Linked DNA regions of Bicyclus anynana: region 2 is linked to region 1. A link is a contact called in public Hi-C data. All regions are on one chromosome and are shown on one strand. The core of a region is the stretch at or near the end of the contact, and the rest is flanking DNA. Distances in the headings are between cores, read along the strand shown. Region 1 overlaps LOC112046692 (amyloid-beta-like protein). Region 2 overlaps LOC112046673.

Region 1 (5,744 bases), core at 645-3,144:
TTTTACTAGATGAGTGACGATGTTATGTTATGATTAAATTAAGCAGATTACTTACTTATAGTAGGAAAATAAGCTAATCTTCATCATCCTCATCATCATCATATCAGCCGATGGACGTCCACTGCAGGACATAGGAACTTCCAAACATTTAAATCCTGAGCCGCCTGCATCCAGCGAACCTCTGCGACTCGCTTAATGTCGTCAGTCGTCATCCAGTCGGTGGGGGTCGACCAACACTGCGCTTACCAGTGCGGGGTCGCCATTCCAGCACCTTCGGACCCTAACACTCATCGCTCTTCGAAGTAGGTAATGGCTATGATGATGACAATCAGAAAATATGATCTTTAATGGTACAAAAAAGTGAAACGGACATCCCAACGTGCTTTTTGAGAAATTCCGGCTCCAGAAATCAAACCCAGGACCTTTCCATTCCATATAGTCTTATAATAATTTGACTTCAGAATCTTATGAATTTCAAAATTGGTACCTATGATAGTGATACATAGGTATGTAGGTAGGTACCTACGTATCTCAAAGAATACATACCCATGTCAAAGAATCCTACTAATATTCTAAACGCGAATGTTTATATGGATGTTTGTTTGGACGTTTGTTACTCTTTAACGCCGCTACTACTGAAGCGATTTGGCTGAAATTTGTAATTGAAATAGATTTTATTCTGGATTAACACATAGGCTACTTTTCATCCCGAAAAAATCCATAGATGCCGCGGGATTGGTGAAAAACTGAATTCCACGCGGACGAAGTCGCAGGCGTCCGCTAGTAGGTACCTACAATATATTCCAGAGTAGGTACAAGCAGCTATGGTACTTACACCCTGCCTTACCTTATTTTGTGAAAGCTTTTACCTATTACTTCAAAGCATTTTCCATCCTCACCAATTAATATCTATTCTTAGGTGACCTTTCTACTTCCATACGCAATTCTTAGGACGATCCTTATAAACAAACCTTGTCAACAGATTTTATTTTAAAGGTTAAAGGTTAACAGATAAATACCTACCTTCTCTCAATTAGTAGTTAATTACGACTTCAAAATACCCGAGGTTTGTTTATTTATTCTTCAAGAACAAGTTTTTTTACTAAAAACACTTCTTTTTACTAACAACATTGATGTAAAATGTTCCTAATATTTCAAAATTAGAAAGTCAATTCTAAGTTCAGAGTTTTGAGTGTCGTTACAGTTTACTTTAGAGTTTTATTCTTTTATCTGGGATGCTATAAACTTAAATGGGATGCGAGCAAGCGATTCCATTGACAAAATAAGACACGCATTCCTCAATACTTGTTATCATTCGACATAACTCCCAAACAAAAGGAAAATAGTGAAATACGTATCTACTAACGCCATCTAGTTGAAGATAGTGTTAATATTTGAGACCTTCAGTCGAACTTAGATGTGAACCATTTTTATCATCGCAGTTTGTTTATTCGCCGACAGATGGCGATAATTTCAAATGATGTTAGTAAATAGTAATTTTAACACTTCTTATATGGGTGGAAAATATGTGGTTGAATTTTTGTTTCTATCTGTACAAGTGTACTTTCATTGCAATCTTGAGTTTAACCCGCGTGGTAGCACTCATTCACATGTGATTACAGTACATAGATAAAATAAAACCCATGTTATTTCTTGTAACATCAGTTACCTGGCGCTGAAAGTTCCGTGAAAATTGGTTCAGCCAGATTCGACTAATCTCTGAATAGGCTGGACTGGATGTCACAAGCTGATGTTATAACTTGGGTTAACAAATCTAAGTTGAAATATATCTAATAAATCTAAATCTAGTACGTAACGTTATATAGGCGACTGTCACGGTACCCATGCTGTCTGAAAAACACTTTAGTCGTTGACCGTTGTCGTAAAAGCTACCGTTGGGCTGCGGCGATTTGCGACTATAGTGCACGCACAATAAGTTTGCGCGCGGCCAAAATCGGAATTATTCAAGTGCCCACCATCTTGGCGTCTTTTTCTATCTATTTCAAGGCGGGTAAAAGAGATCAGTAAAGCTGACATATTAGAGTAGTTTACTCTTATAATTTAGTTACCAGTTAGGTAGGTCCAATTTCGAGAAAGAGGTGAACCGTCGAATCCAACTTGGTCGCTAACTATGGGCCTCATAAGAAGGCTCAGAGTCACACAGCGGGCGATGGAACGAGCTATGTTAGGAGTGTCTCTGCTTGATCGAATCAGAAATGAGGAGATCCGCAGAAAAACCAAAGTCACCGACATAGCTCAACGAGTTGTGAAGCTGAAGTGGCAATGGGCGGGGCACATAGTTCGAAGAGCCGATGGACGTTGGAGTCCCAAAGTGCTGGAATGGCGACCCCGCACTAGTAAGCGCAGTGTTGGCCGACCCCCCACCAGGTGGACTGACGACATCAAGCGAGTCGCAGGGATTCGCTGGATGCAGACGGCTCAGTATTGTGATGTTTGGAAGTCCCTACAAAAGGCCTATGTCCTGCAGTGGACGTCCATCGGCTGATATGATGATGATGATGACTCTTATAATATTGATTTTGTAAAGTAGGTACCTATTAGGTAGGTATTTAAACACGGCTCCGAAATAGGTACACCAATTTTAATACAAAATAATAAATGAAATTAGAAACTCAAGTTGAATATATTAGGGACAAATAAGACTTCTTACGGGCAAAGAACGAAATGCCAATGTTTGTCACCGCATGCGGCAACATAATGAATTTAGTCAGAACTTTTTATCGATATTGTGATACTTGTTTTCCTCTTTTCAGTTCATTTCGCTTAGGCAGTCGGGTTTTTTGTTTTTATAATAATATTTATTTTTGCAAAACGATCTTAATTACTATACTTTTGTTACAAATATTAAAAATCATAAGAAACTGAAAGGCGAAAAGTAGTAAACAAAACCTGCTGACGAAATGGCACAGTTAACCAGACCATCACGGCAGACAGCGTTTTCTGGCGTTTAATAAAAAGTAAATATACTATAATAATAATTTGAGTATATTTAAGTCATCAAATACATAATACATTTTAAACGATCTAATAGCACGAAGAAAAATTAAAAAAAAAAGTGTCAACTAGCCTATTGCACCAGTCGTGGGCTTTCTACGACCACGACCGGTCGTGAAGCGACCAATAGGCTAGTTGACACTTTTTATTCAAATGGTCTTAAGTAGTTCATTAACATGCTATTAGATTGAAAAAAAAAACATATTTTTTTCGAGACGTGGTTAGATGAAAATATACTTTTTAAATATGTTTTGACAATACGAGCCAAAACGCCTGTCGGCCATGACAGTCTATATTTAAAATGTTTCATGACGTCACTATAATAAATCCCTTACAAACAGAGTCAAAAAGAAAAAGTGACTAAAAAGAAGAGAAAACTATTAGTAAATAATTAGTTTGACGTTTAGTACATCAAGTGTGTATGACATCACAAACTGGACGACAGTGTTTTTGACGTTTGGAAACTTTGAAGAAATACGTGATTTTTAAATTAAGTTTTATAAAAAAATACTTCAATATTAATTGATATCGATATATTTCGGACCCTTATTACATGTACTACACAAAATTTATATTGTAACTTTGGTTATATATACGTCTATATAATCAAAGTATTGTAATAATTAAGTTTGATATGATTGTAGATGTCTACCTTATGTCTACCCTAATAATGTGTGGCCAGGCCATATTTGCCATCCTATCGGTTGCAATGACCGTGCCGGTCTGTGTGGTCAAATGCAACGTTTCCTTAATCTTCAGTTAACCTGCGGCGCTAAACGTGACCAACGAAATAGACAAATTTCAACCAATAGCGGTGCAACCGGAAATACCGTTATCTCTCTAATTGCGTTGGGACAAATGAGATGATTGAGATGGGAGTGGGACCATCGCCATTGAACAATGTTTTGTCTATTTCTCTACACTTGGTCGCATGTTAACGCCACTGGTCATTGCGCCTAATGGCAGTGGTCGTGGCCATCTAGTTGGCGAGACCGAGGGGATCAGCCCTGCGGGGGCTGTGGTGGTGAATACTCGTAGGATACGATAGGATAGGCGATACGCCAGTAAAACACCAATATTTTAATTCCTATTTATTGATTCAATTTGAACTTCGAACTCACAATAAAATGTAGCACAGGAAACACAAAAAATTTCAAACCATTTATTATAATATCTTCAAAATACGTGAAACAGTGATCTGACGTTACACAAACCAGGGTAAAAACTACTAACATCGAATAATGTTGACATCGAATAATTATTATTTCATTTATTTTATAAACATCGATTGGAATTATCATCAATACCGACGAGAGACAGCAGATTTTGAGCAAAAGTTTTGTTAAAAAAATAAGTGGTCGGCTCGTTACTTAGTTATTAGTAAAAATACAGCGGTTACTTGATTGCAGGATTAAACTTACGTTATACAGTGAGTAAACTTACTTAGATGCCGTACAACTTACAAGCCACGAGCGGGCGCCACCGTATCTCCAGTTACGACTCGAGCAACGCCATCTGTTATTCTGTTCCCGAACTACTGCAGGCATCGTAGTGAAAGGACTCAAAGCGCCGTGACGCGTCTGATATGAATTTCTTAACGTAGCAACGTCACAACGCTTGTAAACAAATAGAATTAAGTGTATATAAATTAGCTTATGTAACAAATAAGCTTAAATGTATATAATACTGAGGCAGAATTACATCTTAACTACGGCGTAACATTAAGGTGGTACCTGGGAATAGACACGAGCACAAGCCCTTACATTAAACGGACGAATGCGATATATAATTATATTTTGCTTTATATCTATGTATCTGACGCTAAAACATCTATATAATGTATTACTTTTGTACATCTACTTATATAATAATCGTACATACACTCACTAAGCTTACTGCTTCGGCATAACCGAGTACCCAATGTGCGCATACATCCGCCATGTTAAATCTCTGATGCACCCATGTTTGACTAGATTATACGAAGCTCTGGAGGCTTCACAACGTAAAAGGGTGGATCCGTCTCGCTTGCACACGTTGAGTACACAGTCCTCTCTTATTGGGAACTATGAGTATTGTCCCGCGGGTAAACGAAGAAATATAAAGAGGAAAGGAGACAGAACACGTCCGAGGTAAATCGTCCCAGACTAAGGAAGGTTTTTCAGTGACTAGAAGATATTCTACGAAGGCAAGACCGTTCACCCGCGCCGGCTTTGCCGCCCGTCCCTTTGCTAAGTACACATAATTATTAAAATATATTTTCGCATTTTATTACATAAAATTCACGTTATGATCTACCTACGTTAGAAAATGAAAGCGGGCTTTAAGAGTATGTAATTTAGGTTCAAAATTTGTACGCGGAGTCTATATACACAGCGTACCATGGACGTTTGTTCCGTTGTTCCGAGTAGCAACAAACAGTACAAATAAGAAAATCTTAGCAATAATCTAAAATTATGCTAATTCCGTACACAAATCTCTAAACTAAATTGACTGATCTTATATTTAGTACCACATTTTTCCAATGTTCCCGAAAAAGAAATTAACTACATAACTATTTAGATATATAAATTCTGAGATTTGAGTACAACTAATTTATGCATTAAATAGAAGAGTTAAATTGCTAAAGTAAGTTCAGTGTCAGTAATAAAATTTTGTTCTTACGGAAAAAATGCGCCTGATATTTGAGGACTGTCCGTTGCCACTCGGAATGCGGTCTCGAAAACTTAATT
Region 2 (6,621 bases), core at 2,091-4,590, 47 kb before region 1:
TTCTTTTTCTCATGAAAAATAAAGGCTCAGTATTTCATAGCTTCATTAGCTTTCAAAGACTTCACACAGCAGGCTAATTCATGCAAATTCAATGCTACTTGACATATACGAAATTGAGATTATATGTAACAGTCATCCGGTGCCTATTAGTGGATATCGTATATAGTAGGTAGTACGTTTATTTTAATAATAGGTTGATAATAAAGACCAAAATAGTGAATAGGCTAGCTGGTGGATAGGTGGATATCATAAAGTATGTAGATGACAGTTTGTCAATTGATTTGATGTTTATTTTAATAGGTTGGTAATAAATACCAAAATAGTGAATAGGCCATCTGGAGAGTCGAAGCAGTTATTATTTTAGTATACTGGATACAAAACAGATACATTCCTCACGTGTCATATGTTTTTTTAGCAAAGATAACAAGTAATGAAACGTAACCGTTATCTCGACGTCACGCCGACCATAGATAAACAGATGATAATCTGGTGGAATATTGTCAAACTATCGTTTTGTTTCGGCTTAAATATGTTTATCGGTCGTTGTCATTGTTTGTGGAGGGTTTTTTGTATAGAATTCTTGTAAGGTTTGGATGAAATGTTCTTTGAATTGTGGGCATATACAAAACTATCTGACGCCGCGCGGTTTCACCCGCGTGGTTCCAGTTCCCATAGAAATATTTTATTTTTTTATTATTTTTTATTTTTATTTCTTAGGGATAGTTAACATTTACATATTATTTCTTAAATCTAAAAATAAACGTAAAAATAGTTTAAACATGTAAACAACGATACTATCCACGAATACACATACGAAAATAATGGCGTCACAAAATACACAAACATAAATACGGGGATATTATATAGCCTTAGCCTTCCTCGATAAATGGGCTATCTAAAATCAAAAGAATTTTTCAAATCGGACTAGTAGTTTCTGAGATTAGCGCGTTTAAGCAAACAAACAAACAAACTCTTCAGCTTTATAATATTAGTATAGATTTACCAATTTGTTATTAATACAATATCTATACTAATATTATAAATGCGAAAGTAAGTCTGTCTGACTGTCTGTTACCTTTCACGGTTAAATGGGTGAACCGTTCAAGATGAATTTTGGTATAATGGTAAATGAGACTTTGGAGTAAAACATATTGTACTTTTTGTAAAAGAAATAAAAATAGGAGGAGAAATAGGGGTTGAAAGATTGTTTTGAAAGTTTTTAACGTGTACTGACCTAGGGAAGCTTCGGCCGTGGCTAGTTACCACCCTACCGGCAAAGACGTACCGCCAAGTGTTTTAACGTTCCAGTACAGCGGGAGGCTCTTAGTATCATCATCATTAACAACCCATATTCGGCTCACTGTTGAGCACAAGTCTCCTTTCAGAATGAGAAGGGTAAGACTAATAGTCAATAGTTCGGCAGACTTCACACGGAGAGAATTGAGAAAATTCTCAGGTATAGGTTTCCTCACGATGTTTTCCTTCACCGTAAAAAGTCTTATACGTCTAGCTAAATGCAAAACGTCCGTGGCCCGGAACGTTATCATTCCGCTAGTTATATCTATGTTTTAAATAGAGATGATGGCTCAATACGAGACTCGACTCCATTATATTTAAACTAACAGGCACCTTAGCCATGTGGCACGTCAATTCTCTTTCTACAAACGCTAACGCTTCGAAAACTAAAAAAATGTATGGGAATGACAGATCCAATCGTTAACTTGATCACCTGACCTGTCGATAGCAAATGTCATTCCCACACAATGATAATTTTATACTATAAATCGGTTACGTCCCTACAAAACTGAACGCACACATGCACAATTTTGTCTTTAATTCCATTATTTATTTATGTATATGCAGGTTTTACATTTCCTGAACACACAACTGGACATTGTAGACGATATATAGGTATTATTTGTTTAAATAATGTTCATTGTTGACCAAAACACTAACATTGAGATGTGGAAATTTCCTCTTTTGATCGCCTTTTCATGACCTACTAACAAATCTAACAGTATTTAACATGTATGTATGTTCCCACACATAATTTAATTTTGGAAGCGTTTGCGATCGTAGAAACAGAATCGACGTACATGGCTACATACCCAGGAATATACGCGTGCAACGTTACCTTATCTTTGTTAGCAAGAGATAACTGAGAAGCGATGACTACTGTAGGTTTCTTCCATAGGTTATTCTACGAATACTCATATACATCATCATAACTTGACCGCAATGGCATACACTCCAAATGATAAATGGTAAATGAGACTTTGGAGTAAAACATAGTACTTTTTGTAAAAGAAATAAAAATAGGAGGAGAAATAGGGGTTGAAAGATTGTTTTGAAAGTTTTAGACCTGGATCAATTAAGAAAACCTCAATCGGCCCAGCTGGGGATCGAACCACTCGATAAGTCCGACAGCTTTACCGTTGAGTTATTGAGGCTTTATATTACTTTAAAAGTTAAATTTTCGATGTAAATAGTGTAGACTAGTGGACGCCCGCGACTTCTTCCGCGTGAAATTCAATTTTGCGTAAAACTATAATTTTTTTAGGGTTAAAAAGTAGTCTATGTGTTATTCTAGGCTATAATCTATATACATTTCAAAAATTGAGTTAATTCGGTTCAGTAGTCGCGGCGTGAAAGAGTAACAAACATTCATACTATCAAAATCATCAGTTTTTGCAAATCTTGGCAAACCATGGATTTTTTCGGGACAGACCTAAGTGTTAATACAGAGTAAAGTTCAGTTCAGTATCAGGTCAGGTTCAATAGTTGCGGCGTTAAAGAGGAACAAACATCCGAACATTCAAACTTTCGCATTTATAATATTAGTACGGCGCACGCATTTATAATATTAGCAGAGCCGTGATAGCTCAGTGGATATGACCTCTGCCTCCGATTCCAGAGGGTATGGGTTCGAAACCGGCATGCACCTCCAACTTTTCAGTTGTGTGCATTTTAAGAAATTAAATATCACGTGTCTCAAACGGTGAAGGAAAAACATCGTGAGGAAACCTGCATACCAGAGAATTTTCTCAATTATCTGCGTGTGTGAAGTCTGCCAATCCGCATTTGGCCAGCGTGGTGGACTATTGGCCTAACACCTCTCATGAGACGAGATGAGAGGAGACTCGAGCTCAGCAGTGAGCCGAATATGGGTTGATATATTTATTGATGATGACGATGCATAGAATTTGACCTGTTACAGTTTTAATATAAGTATAGATAGATAGATATAGATAATGAAACGACACAGTTTAACCCGAATACAGAAGGATGTTGGGCCTCGGCTGCGGCTCGTAATGTAAGACTTTCACCTTCGGCGCGGCGCGCAAGGCCGCCCGTGCCCCACTTCCGCGCCACGCGACGAGTCGCTATCAACTTGACTTTAGCGATCTCATTTACGGTTCATGCATTGGCGATAATTTAAAAAAAAATGAAATTCAAAATTTAAAAATCAATGTGTTATCACCGCGTTGCAACGGCTTCAGTGTGCTCGTGGCATTCGAGCCTTCCACATCTCTTGTTGTGTAATTCTTTATGGATTACTTGGGATAGGCGGGGAGAGTGACTTGAGTGGAAAAGGGGAGTGTTAGATATCTGTCAAAGGCGCCTTTAACCCTACACACATCGTTCACAAGTGCGTGACTCCACTCAAGGTCATTCTCTGCCATTCTAGAGTCTTATTTTGCTTACAGTTTGATATGGTAATTAAGTTGTCCTGACAAATGTTGTGAATCATAACCTTTGTTTGACATTAGTTTTCTTATTTTTTTAATCACTTTAAAGTCTGCTAAAAAATGGGCTTAGTTTACAAGCATTTTGAAATGTCAGATTTTTCTGTTTGAAGAATAGACCTCGTTTGAAGTGACTAATCATTAACGTATTTAATCATTCAGTGCCACGTGACTTGCGACGATCAACTACACTTTAGCGATCTCATTTACCGTATTGTATTGTATGTATTTGCGTCCAATAAAAAAAAAGAAATTCTAAATTCAAAGATCAAGTAGGCTTAGTTTACAAGCACTTTGAAACGTCACATTTTTCTGTTTCTAGTAACTAATCACTAACATATTATGTAATCATTGTTTACCCATCTGTGTCTCGCGACCACTCGCCATCAACTTGCCTTCAGTATAAATTTAAAAAAAAAACGAAATTCGGAATTTAGAAATCAAGCAGGCTTAGTTTACAAGCACATTGAATCGTCAGATTTATCTGTTTGTAGTAACTAATTCATTGTACACCTATCTGTTCCATGCGACGCGATCGCGATCAACTTGACTTCAGCGATCTCATTTACGGTTTATGCATTGGCGTTAAATACAAAAAAAATCGAAATTCTTAATACAAAAATCAATGGGCTTAGTTTACAAGCACTGTGAAACGTCAAATTTTTCTGTTTGTAGTAAATACATCATACATATAGATCTCATTAAATTTAGTTACGCTTTGGCGATAAATTAAAAAGAATCTAATTCCAAATTCAAAAATCGGAACCGATTTTCCAAATATCCAGATTTCTTTTACTTATAAGGCACGTTGTTTTTAATTTTGTTATTATTTAACTAGCAAACCATAAATAAAGTTTTACAATTTACAGAACAAAACTTTAAAATGATATACGAAAATGAAAAATAAATCGAATAAATTAAATGTCATAATGATAAGTATCATAGAGCTATATTTTATTCCGTATTCCTACGGGTACGTGAACTACGCGAGTAAAACGCGGTAGTATTAAGTAAAATATAAGTTAAATAACAGTTTAAAAGTAAAAGAGATTCGACGGTTTCGAGGTTTGTCGCCATTGCAAAACATGATTCCGTTGTTGCGATCTCGTATTTTAATTACGTAACTAAGTGTCACAAGCCGCCGAGCGCCCGACGCTCGCTCGATGTGAAAATGCACAGATCACAGTACTGACATTATCTAAACACTCTAAAGAACGTTCATACATAAAGTTGTTTGCTTGTAATTTTCTTATTTATTCACTAGCGGACTATTCGTTCGCTTGGAAATAGATTTCAACCCCCTGTTTTAAATCGTGCCAAGTTTCATTTGAATTCATTCAGTAGTTTCAGCGTGACGCCTGGTCAACAAAAATATTGTCAAAAAATAATATATATTTGACTTAAGTATCATATAATGGCCTCCAACAGAAATTTTCAAAATATCTTTAATATACAGAATTAGCAAAATATTGTAAGACAAAAAAATATATGTTTGGCTACTTTACAACCTCCAACAGATATTTTCAAAATATCTTCAATCTGTTTACAGTTCTAAATACGAGTACCTAAGTATAGATTTAACAGTTTTATTCAATCATTGTCGTACATACAACACAAATAATAAAAAACTTTCATTAGGAACTCATATTCGAGCCCAGTGAATATGACCTCTGCCTTCGATTCGGATTAGACTAGAATTTGTGTTTTTTTGATAAATAAAATATCACGTGTCTCAAACGGTAAAGGAAAAACATCGGTCTACTATATTGAAAAACAAAATTCGTGAGAGATTTTTCCATTTAGTATAATTTGTGCATACCCTAGTTAAGAACCTCATGCACGCCAGTGTAGCTAAATATCTCGTAAAGATTATAGTGCACCTTCACGCATGATCGGACATGGCGATCCGAGGGTCGCAGCTGCTTGGCTCACAGTCAAATTAAAATCTATTGTTGTTAGCGCAATGCGTTCCCCGTCTTTAACCATACAAATACAACATCTTGGGGCTAAGTATTTTTTAACCATTGACACAAAAAGAGGGGGAGGGGGAGAGGGTGTTATAAGTTTGATGTGTCTGTCTGTCTGTGGAACCATAGCTCCCGAACGGATGAAGCGATTTTAAAGGTTACGTTTCGATGAAAATCGGTTGAGCCGTTTAAAAGTTGTGGGGGGTGAAAGTGGGGAAGAATAACCGAATGTCTGCAAATATAGTCGAGTGAGGTCTCAAATGAAAGCGCACTGAAAGAGAATATTGATGACTTGATCGAGTGTAATTATTAATTACACTCGATTAGGAGGCCTCGCTCTTCTATAACAGAGGTATTAAAATTACTAAATTAACGAATCGTTTATTCTTATCAATTATTTACAGTTATAACAAATGTGTGTGCGTGCGTGTGTGTGTTTATGTGTGTGCGTGTATGTATGTATGTATCTATACTTATTACAAAGCTGATGAGTTAGTTTGTTTGTTACCTTTTTTTATTAATTAAGGAATGTAACAAGAGGCTACGAGATAATTATTATTTGGTGGTGAACCTTTGACGGCTTCCGTGGCGCAGTGGTGTGCGCGGTGGATTTACAAGACGGAGGTCCTGGGTTCGATCCCCGGCTGGGCCAATTGAGGTTTTCTTAATTTGTCCAGGTATGGCTGGTGGGTGGCTTCGGCCGCGGCTAGTTACCACCCTAAAAATTCGCTAGGTGTCTTACTTATTAATTCGTTTATTTCAAGTACGTATATTAGACCTAATTTACAGCAAGTAGTTTCATACGTCAATCTCGTTATTAGTAACGACTTTACTAGCGGTTTGAAGAAACTTTACATCTTGAAGTACTCTATAAATTCTATTAACAGATGCTATTTTTAATAATCAGG

What was found. A called contact is a pair of places that touch in the nucleus more often than the background predicts.
Region 2: a Hi-C map of whole body shows a contact between it and region 1, with 2.0 times the contacts expected there. The contact joins two enhancer-like sites. A contact is called at or near these places in 2 of 2 Hi-C or Micro-C datasets (whole body and whole larva).

The regions. Positions count from the first base shown.
Region 1 is chr16:4,506,426-4,512,169 of ilBicAnyn1.1, reverse strand. LOC112046692 (amyloid-beta-like protein) reads right to left here. Exons shown (of 17, transcript XM_024083417.2): 17 at 4,094-5,744. Among protein-coding and RNA genes, the nearest start is that of LOC112046673, 150 kb to the left of the region's middle. Within about 2 kb of position 1,894, at least 7 of the 8 cell types and tissues checked have open chromatin away from gene starts, as enhancers often do.
Region 2 is chr16:4,553,875-4,560,495 of ilBicAnyn1.1, reverse strand. The region is part of intron 1 of LOC112046673; the gene reads left to right. Among protein-coding and RNA genes, the nearest start is that of LOC112046673, 98 kb to the left of the region's middle. Within about 2 kb of position 3,340, at least 7 of the 8 cell types and tissues checked have open chromatin away from gene starts, as enhancers often do.